Regions from separate parts of the Mus musculus genome. Here region 2 is linked to region 1. Evidence: chromatin contacts called from public Hi-C data. All regions are on one chromosome and are shown on one strand. Each heading gives the region's core, a stretch centred on a gene start, on an enhancer-like site or on the middle of the called end of the contact. The rest is flanking DNA. Distances are from core to core; before and after follow the strand shown. Region 1 overlaps Col3a1 (collagen, type III, alpha 1). Region 2 overlaps Col5a2 (collagen, type V, alpha 2).

Evidence for each region. Hi-C and Micro-C count contacts between places; a contact is called where the count stands out from the background.
Region 2: a contact with region 1 is called in a Hi-C map of uterus, with 3 times the contacts expected there. The contact joins two enhancer-like sites. A contact is called at or near these places in 2 of 484 Hi-C or Micro-C datasets (muscle stem cells and uterus), 1 of 115 datasets of contacts at active chromatin or transcription factors (fibro-adipogenic progenitors) and 2 of 9 other capture datasets (adipose tissue and liver).

Annotation. Positions count from the first base shown.
Region 1 is chr1:45,313,856-45,318,095 of GRCm38.p6, reverse strand. All of the region lies in intron 1 of Col3a1 (collagen, type III, alpha 1), which reads right to left. Among named protein-coding and RNA genes, the nearest start is that of Col3a1, 4.4 kb to the right of the region's middle. Within about 2 kb of position 1,750, at least 44 of the 459 cell types and tissues checked have an H3K27ac peak or open chromatin away from gene starts, as enhancers often do. A contact at or near this core is called in uterus, where this site is marked.
Region 2 is chr1:45,377,923-45,382,583 of GRCm38.p6, reverse strand. Col5a2 (collagen, type V, alpha 2) reads left to right here. Exons shown (of 54, transcript NM_007737.2): 50 at 361-468; 51 at 2,293-2,584; 52 at 4,090-4,277. Among named protein-coding and RNA genes, the nearest start is that of Col3a1, 69 kb to the right of the region's middle. Within about 2 kb of position 2,158, at least 10 of the 459 cell types and tissues checked have an H3K27ac peak or open chromatin away from gene starts, as enhancers often do. A contact at or near this core is called in uterus, where this site is marked.

The DNA of each region.
Region 1 (4,240 bases), core at 501-3,000:
TAAGATGCTCAAAGCTGACCTTGGGACCTCTGCAAGTGCAGGACGCACTCTGCACTCCTGAGCCACCTTTCTAGCATCAGCACAGAGATGCTGAAGAGACAGTCTTTTGAAATAGAAATGAAGTGCATTTTTAAGTGTTGTTTTACATGGCTAGGTAGATTCTGGTTATTCTACTTTCCACCAAGAAAACTAAATGAATGATGCTTAGGTGTTTCTTTGTTTTATTCTGTATAGGCACATGCTTTTTATGTCCCTAAACTTTTCCTACAACTTGATTGATATTTATTTTGCCAAAATAAAAATAGATAAATGGAAAAGTAAAGTATGTATAATCATCGAAATACATCTATAATGGATCCTACCAAATTATGAAAATATTTAATATATTTAATTTACTGTGTAGCAACTTTAGTTTTATACTTTGAGAATGCAGATGTTCATGTAATCTTTCCTATCATTACATGATACTTTAATTCTTTTCACGGTGTCATGGTAGTTGACAGTACTTGGCAAACGAATGATAGATCAAGCCTCTGTTCTAGGTACTACTCTTGAGTGGCTGACATCTTTTTCTTTTCTTTCAAATTATAGATGCCACCAGGCTAGCCTTGAAACCACAGTCCTTGCTCCAAGGTTTCAGATTGCTGGGAACATAGGTGCAGACGGCTAGCAATGCAGGTATGCATCACTAATATCAAACTGCTCGAAATGCCGTTGTGTATCACTGCATTCGACTGCTGGGAATGCAGGTGTTCATCACTATACCTGATGGTTTATATCAATTTTATGATCTCCTTCCTGCATGTTTTGAGCTGAATGCTGTCACAATCCTGAATGCACACAAAGAATCTGGGTCAAACTGAGTAATTATCCAGGTAAAATACTTAAAGGAATTCAGATTTGAATCTAGTATGCTTTTCTAAAATCTGATACTCCTAACTCCATTATGTTTTTACTGCTTTCAAGGATACTATAGAATGAAAGAGACCTGTTTCAGTGCCCTGTCCCAGATGGTTTGTGAACTCTGTACCCTCTCGAGTATGCAGACAGATTTTTTTTTTTTTAAGGAATAACAGTGATCTCCAAAATGTCTTTTTTTTCTCTAATCTTAAAATGGGAAGATACCATCTGGAGTGGAATCCTACTGTTTATTTCTCTTGACCTTATGAAAAAGGCTTGTATTTCCAAGGCCACCCTGATGGGATCCAGACCACCAGCAAGATGAATGTGTGACTTGGAAGCCAGGCACTAAGACTGACAAAAACAAACATAAACATTCTTCATCAGATACATAGATGTATTTAGGATGGCTAAGGCACTACTATTCAAAAACTATAGTTTTTGCTTGATTTGCATTTGTTAACTTCTAACTTGAGCACAAGTCTCCTTTGAATGCTACTTGGGCACTATAAATTCTGTGCAACATCATAAAGTGTTTCTGTGAGAAACATAGCTTGTTGGCCTCTACAATAACAAACATAAGAACAAAAAATGTCTCACAACTATGTTAACTGAGAAAGTCATCCTTCAATGCTAATTATCAAAGCTAATTTAACTATTAATAAGTTTTGGATTAGTTGTGGCAATTTCTTCTTTGGGGCAATTTTAGTATTTCTTCCATTTGAACTTTCCGTTTTGTTCATTGAGATTACATTTGAAATGGCAGGGCTTGACCTCAGCCATGGAAAAAGCAAGGCTTTGATTAGTTAATCTGAAAGGAATCCACTTGGGCTATGTTTTTGTTAGGCACAGACAGAACTTCTAGTGGTTAATGTAACTCTCCAAAGTGCAGCTAACAAACGACTGCTGTGCAGAGCTAGCTCAGAGTTTCCACTGCTTTCCTGACAGGCAAAGTTTCCTCCTTTAAAACTTTTGGATTAAAAAAAAAAACAATGTGGATTTTTTTTTTTCCTAAGCATGGAAAATAATGACACTAAGCTTTTAGCTCTAAGAAACAGAACGAAACATTTTATGAGAATTAGCTCACACACATTGCCAGAAAGTCACAGTGTACCCGAAGCTTTAGTGTCTGCCAGGTCCAGCAAAGGCAAGCTCATCTTTGATCTTCCCGGCTCTGACTTACAAGCAATCACTTTAATGGCTTCAAGGTGGCGTTATCAGTTATTGCCTGTCACAAAGTACACATAGGAACCCGGCACTAGGGACAGTCATCCTCAGTGGTCACCACAGAGCTTCAGTGGTTGGCAGTCTTTTCTGAGTTACCACTCCAGGCCTGGTCTGAGCCTGTAGATATGAAACAGGCCTTTCTAATGAGGCCTTGCTTTCTTTTAGCATCTCCTATAGTTCTGGACAAATCTTTTAAAAAAGAAATCCAAAGGCAAGTCACCGAAGAATCTGCACTCATTAATGGGCCTTTCCTCTCCACTTCTCCCTCCCAGCATGGTTTCCGAAGACTTGCTCTCTTCTACAATGCTTGACTGGTCCATCCTAGATCTAAATGTGATGCAGGGTCTGTTATAGGCCCTTTACCCATCATTCTGAGTACTGTTGAGATGCTGAGGAAATAAAAGGGGGTTATGAATAGAAACAACAAAATCTTGTATTGGTAATACTTTATTTACTTACAATGTACATTTTTACAGAAAGAATGATAATTTCTGGTTAAGTCATTAGCTCCTGAGCCTTTTGCTTAATAAACCAGATTAATTTGTTAAAAATTGAGTAAGGAATAGAAAAAAGGACTACCATTAAAAAAAAACTTTATAAATAAATTTTCAAAAATGGTATGGAACTTGGAATCTCTATTATTTACAAATACTTACAAAAGTAAAAAAAGGCAGATGTTCAAGGTTTATGCTTTTGTTCTCAAATCATGTAGTATTTCATTAAATTTTAGTTTCAGTACTAAACTATTCATCCATTCCTGTTTTTAAGCTTTACAAACACACTGTAGGTTACATGACTGATATTTAAATATGTACATAATTGTGTATTTTCTTCTGTTAGAAGTAAGGTTACTACCGTGACTTTGTAATACATTTTATTCCATTGGTTCTATGTGATTAGTAATTCGGACAACACAAACAAGAGAAAATGTAAATGTTAATCTTAGCTATAATTTTCCTTTTTAAACATAATGAGAAATAAACTAAAAAATATGAAACAAGAGTTCATTCTCTCAGTCCATTTACAGTTTTGAAATCACAAATCAGTTCATGGTTCACAGTTAATTTTTGTGATATTATCAACATAGCAAAATGTAGAAGCTTAAACTTTAGAAGACATTTAGTTTTTTGTCCCTGTCCTAAGGAAGCAATATTACTAACATCTATTTATGGACCTATAGTCAGCAGAATGCAAATATTAAGCAAGGATGATATTAGCCAATGAGTAGGAAAAATACATTTAAAAAATGATGCAATGAATTTAGATAAGTTTCTATCTTTTCTTTGACAGTATTGGAGATTGAGGCTAGGGCGTCATATGCTCTGGAAAAGCTCTCTACCACTGACCTGCATCTCCAGACTTCTATAAACTTTTCATTTTGAGACAAGAGTCTCACTCTCATTCAGACACTCACATTGAACTCAGGAAGACTTTGGACTTGTATTCATCTACACTCAGCCTCCCAAGTAGCTGGGAATGAAGGTCTGTGTCACCATGCCTGGCTGGAAACTGTCTATTATTTTGACATTCATTTCCAAAAGTCTCACAATATATTACCAGTTTGTTTGTGTATTCTTATGTCTGGTAACATTTCATTATCTAATTATTTTACTTATAAAAGGAATGTTTAGTTTTTAAAACTCTCTCTCTCTCTCTCTCTGTCTCCCCCCCCCCCACGGACACGCGTGCGCGCACGCACGCACACACACACACACACACACACACACACACACACACACACACACACACACACACACACATATGAGGATCCTGTGGTGCAAGAGTCATGTTGGCGATGGTTATGGAAATGGTGTCTTTGTTAGCCACTAGGTGGCATGGTTTAGCACTTAAAAATCCAGCATGCTTAAAAACCACAGGAAATATAAAACAGACCACGTTTTTTCCGTAGCTGAAATAAAAGGCATGAATAAAGTAAGACTTGCACAGATTTGTAAAGAGACAAGAATTCTTTGTGGAGACATGTTTCATATTCCAGAAAACTCCCAGAAGTTAGTGTCTAGCAATTCTGTACGACTTCTAGGATTTCTGGAGAACATAGGAGATAACCCCTTTAGAGTTCTCTGAGTGTTCCCAGTGTGCTGAATGTCTGCTA
Region 2 (4,661 bases), core at 909-3,408, 64 kb before region 1:
GGTTAAGTGATATATAAGTACTGGTTTCAACCATAATAAACACTCAACTTACATCATTTCCTTTTAAATCAATTGAATTTTCAACCAGGTTAACTATTTGATGAAACAGTTGCTACTAATGAAAGTTGGTGACCAGCCTGTTAGCATTTTAAAGTTATTTTGGTCCTTCACCCAGAATTAGTGATGGACAGTTCACACACAGTGAAATTGTAAATATAACAGAATGCTGAAAGATGACTTATTAGTTATTAAGACTAGAATCTTAGCAATCAGGGTAATTACTCCATCTCTATAATGGTTCTTTTGTTAGAAAGAAATTTTGCAGTCTTTCTTCTAAAATACATTTTTGTGTTCTGACAGGGTCCTCCAGGACCAGTAGGTCCTTCAGGAAAGGAAGGAAACCCTGGGCCACTTGGACCAATTGGACCTCCTGGTGTGCGGGGCAGTGTAGGAGAAGCAGGACCAGAGGTAAGGTCAAAAGAGTTTGCATGGAAGATGCTGTTGCCAAAATGGAGTCAATCCAATGGCAACTGTGGAACCTTGCCAACAAGAGTTTCAAGAGACTCTTAAGCCTAGAAACCACAACAAGGTTATCTACTTAAGTAATTATTTCAAGTCTTTTAATACATGGTATTCAGAGCATATAAAAATAAGAGTTCAAGATACCAAGCCCTTGAACCTATATTATATCGAGGTTAAATATCAAACTATAATTCCATTCTTATCAAAGTTTGACAAACATTGCATTGTGTGAAATTACAATAATCTTAGTTTGCTTTCCTGTTAAAAACTCTGACAAAATCAAGTTAAGAAAGGGTTTATTTACATCATAGTTCATGATACAGTCCTGCATGGCAGGGATGTCAAGGCAGCAGGAGCTTGAAACAAAATGAAGCATATGAGTTTGAAATTTTTCTTCCCCAAAGATGACATTTAAGATTTTAATTTTCAGTGTTCAATTAAAAATCTAATTGTATTTAGTATAATTTCAAACACTAAACCATGTTAGTTAGTCTCTGTCCTCAGACATTCGGCGTCTATCTACACACAGACCCACTCTGTACATTTAAAGGTTGTCTGATGCTTCTTTGATCTTATTTATCTGACCTTACTGTCTTAATCTTTGTTCCTACAGTGACAGTGCCATTGAATAGTTGAATGTTTATTATTTATTACGTGGCTATAGAGGCTCATTCTTCTTATAGTCAAGAAAGTTTCACAGTTTTAGAACTTCTATTTGACTTGGGTGGTAATTGATTTACTTTCTTATGGCTCAGTGCTCTTCCTCTCAGATTACTGTAGGATGTGTGAAATTCGGAGGATCTCCCAGAAAAATCAATTTTCTATCTATCCATCTATCTATCATCTGTCTTTCTCCCTGAAATCAGTGTTTTGAGGATAAGAAAGCACAGAGGTTGAAACGCCTTCCCTGAAGCCTCAGTTGAGTTGCAGAGCTAATATTATTAACATATCAGCCTCTGACACCAAGGGCTTTGCATTTTACCTGAACTGTGTCTCTTTAGTTGTTACTTGGCTTCTTTGAGACTCTTGAGAGCTTCCTCTGGAAATGCAGAGGAATTAATGGAGAGCACTCAGCTTGTAATCTTTTCCACTTTTTGGGGGTTTGATTTGAGTGGTCACATTTCATCAGTTCTCCCCTGAAAACAGAAGAACAGGATACACTTTTAAGGCTATGAAAAGGATAATGAAAAACTTTCTTTGAATTTGTTCAGTACAGAGAATTTTTACATTTGTCAAAATTCACATACATACAAAAAACTTCCTATTTTTTTTTCTTGATTTGGACAAACCAACAAGTTCACTAACGGGAGTCTTGCGTTCATTACCCTAATATTTGCATGCAGACATACAGAAACAGCTCTCACACACTAGCATCCTTTTTCTGCCTTCTGCCCATAGCTCTGGTAAAGAATTCTAGTTGTATCTTGCTCAAAATTGTTTTGAAAAGAATGTAACTCTGAAAGTTCTTCACATGAAATACATCATATCTTCAAAGAAGACATCAAAGCAAAGAGTTTGGCTTTAAGCTTTGTTTATCTCAGAGCCTGTCTGGTAGATACTTTCCCTGAAAAGCGGTTCAACATCACTCCTCATTTTGCAATGTTATCACTTGACAGGCTAGCCCTGCCTGTTTAAGAAGTATGAATCACACTTCTTCAGGATCGACTTATTCTTGTGCCAAGTTGTAAATGTCCCCACACAGCATAGTAAGCAATTTCGTAAAACAAAACAAAATGCTATTAAATGTCTTTCCAATTTCTCCTTAATTAGGGTCCTCCTGGTGAACCTGGGCCTCCTGGCCCTCCAGGTCCCCCTGGCCATCTTACTGCTGCTCTTGGTGATATCATGGGACACTATGATGAGAACATGCCAGATCCACTTCCAGAGTTTACGGAAGACCAGGCAGCTCCAGATGACACAAACAAAACAGACCCTGGGATCCATGTTACCCTGAAGTCTCTCAGTAGTCAGATTGAAACCATGCGTAGCCCTGATGGTTCCAAGAAACACCCAGCCCGCACTTGTGATGATTTAAAGCTTTGCCATCCCACAAAGCAGAGCGGTGAGTAGACAGGGGCCTGTTTGAGTAAAACATATTGATTGTGTTGAGTTATTCTCAACTGCTTCCCAAAATGTATTTTTAACTTTATAGTTAATGATAGAAACAAAGATAAATTGTTGAGCATGCTCTAGAGCTTATAGTTTTGTGGTTGTGACAATTAATTGAAAAGATGATAGATAGCATATATAATAAAGGCCACATCATATCAAAAAAACAATTTTGAGGAAATAGTTCAGACACACACACACACACACACACACACACACACACTACTTGCTCATGCATAATTAAAAATACTTTCTTACCTACATTATCATTCAGAATTTTAATTAGGTAAATCATTGAGAGGCCAGTAAAGGACATGTTTCCCTAACTGATTTGCATATTGAATCAATTTATTGCACTTTAATGACCTGCCAATCAATCCTTTGCTATACTGCCTGGCAGGATCAAGTATAGTGATCTTTTATGGCAGTTTGGAATGAAATAGTGTCTCTACCTAAGTTGTATGACAGTGTTCTTAGTTTGCCTTCTTCAGTAATATTAAATTATTTAATTAGACCCAGAAAAGGGGGATCTAAGATCATTTGAATGAGTTTGGAAATACCAGGGTTTCAGTTAACTTTAAACTTTAACATCAACAGAGACAACTAAGAATGTTCTATCTAAAGAATATACACTTTTTGTACTATTTATGTCTCACAACTTCCCTCCCATTTTATATAAAATTTTATTTTTGCAGTTTATGTATAATAATACATGTATATGTATAGACCTATAGAAACAAATGTGAATAAATACACTTGATGTATATTTATACAATTATAGATCAAACATAAAAGGCAAAATCTTGGTTTAAAAATCACTTGGATGTTTTGAGTCTTAAGTTCATGATTTGGAAAAGTGCTTTTGAAAAGAAGTTAGCATGAAGAAGACCCCTAGTGCTTAATAGTTACATTTCATATATATAGATGAATATTTCATATATATATATGTGTGTGTGTGTGTGTGTGTCTATGTGTCTACTTGCATGTATATTTATGTGTCATATGTGTGTGGCTGCATGTGAACAGCAGGTTGACATGAGATGTCTTCTTTAATTACTGTACATCTTATATGGTAAGATGGGGTTTTTAGCTGAGTCTACACTTCATCTTTTTAGCTAGTCTAGCTAATTGGCTCACTGTAGGGATCTCCTGTTTCCATTGTTCCACATGCTGGGATTGCAGGGGGGCCACAATACCCACCTAGCCTTTGTATAGGATATGTGTGTGTGTGTGTGTGTGTGTGTGTGTGTGTGTGTGTGTGTGTGTGTGTGTCTGTTTGAGTATCCTAACTCAAGTCCTCATGCTTATGTGGAAACATTTCACTTGCTGAGCCTTCTTCCCAGTCTCTTACTAATTATAGTTTGAATAAAGGATGAAATCTCTACTGATTATTTTAGAGACTCACAATCATATTTGAGATAATCTTCATTTAGCACATATTTCTATCTTGGAAAATAGGTGAATATTGGATTGATCCTAACCAGGGATCAGCTGAAGATGCAATCAAAGTTTACTGCAATATGGAAACAGGAGAGACATGTATTTCAGCAAACCCAGCCAGTGTTCCACGTAAAACCTGGTGGGCCAGCAAATCCCCTGACAATAAGCCTGTGTGGTACGGTCTTGACATGAATAGAGGATCTCAGGTGAATTAACATATTTACCTAGAATTATATTTTTAATTGTTATTATTTATTATGTTTTCATATTTATTAAAATGATGCTATTATTGTTTGACTGGATTTAATGTATTATGTTTACTTTTAAGTGATATCTTCCCTTATTACATGTCACTGACTGTGGAGGACAGTGGGAAGGGTCTTGTCTCAACTCCAGGAAACGTAGGTCACAATTAGAACTCATTAAATTACTAAGCCTTGCTGGGCGTGGTGGTGCACGCCTTTAATTCCAGCACTTGGGAGGCAGAGGCAGGCGAATTTCTGAGTTCGAGGCCAGCCTGGTCTACAAAGTGAGTGCCAGGACAGCCAGGGCTACACAGAGAAACCCTGTCTCGAAAAAACCAAAAAAAA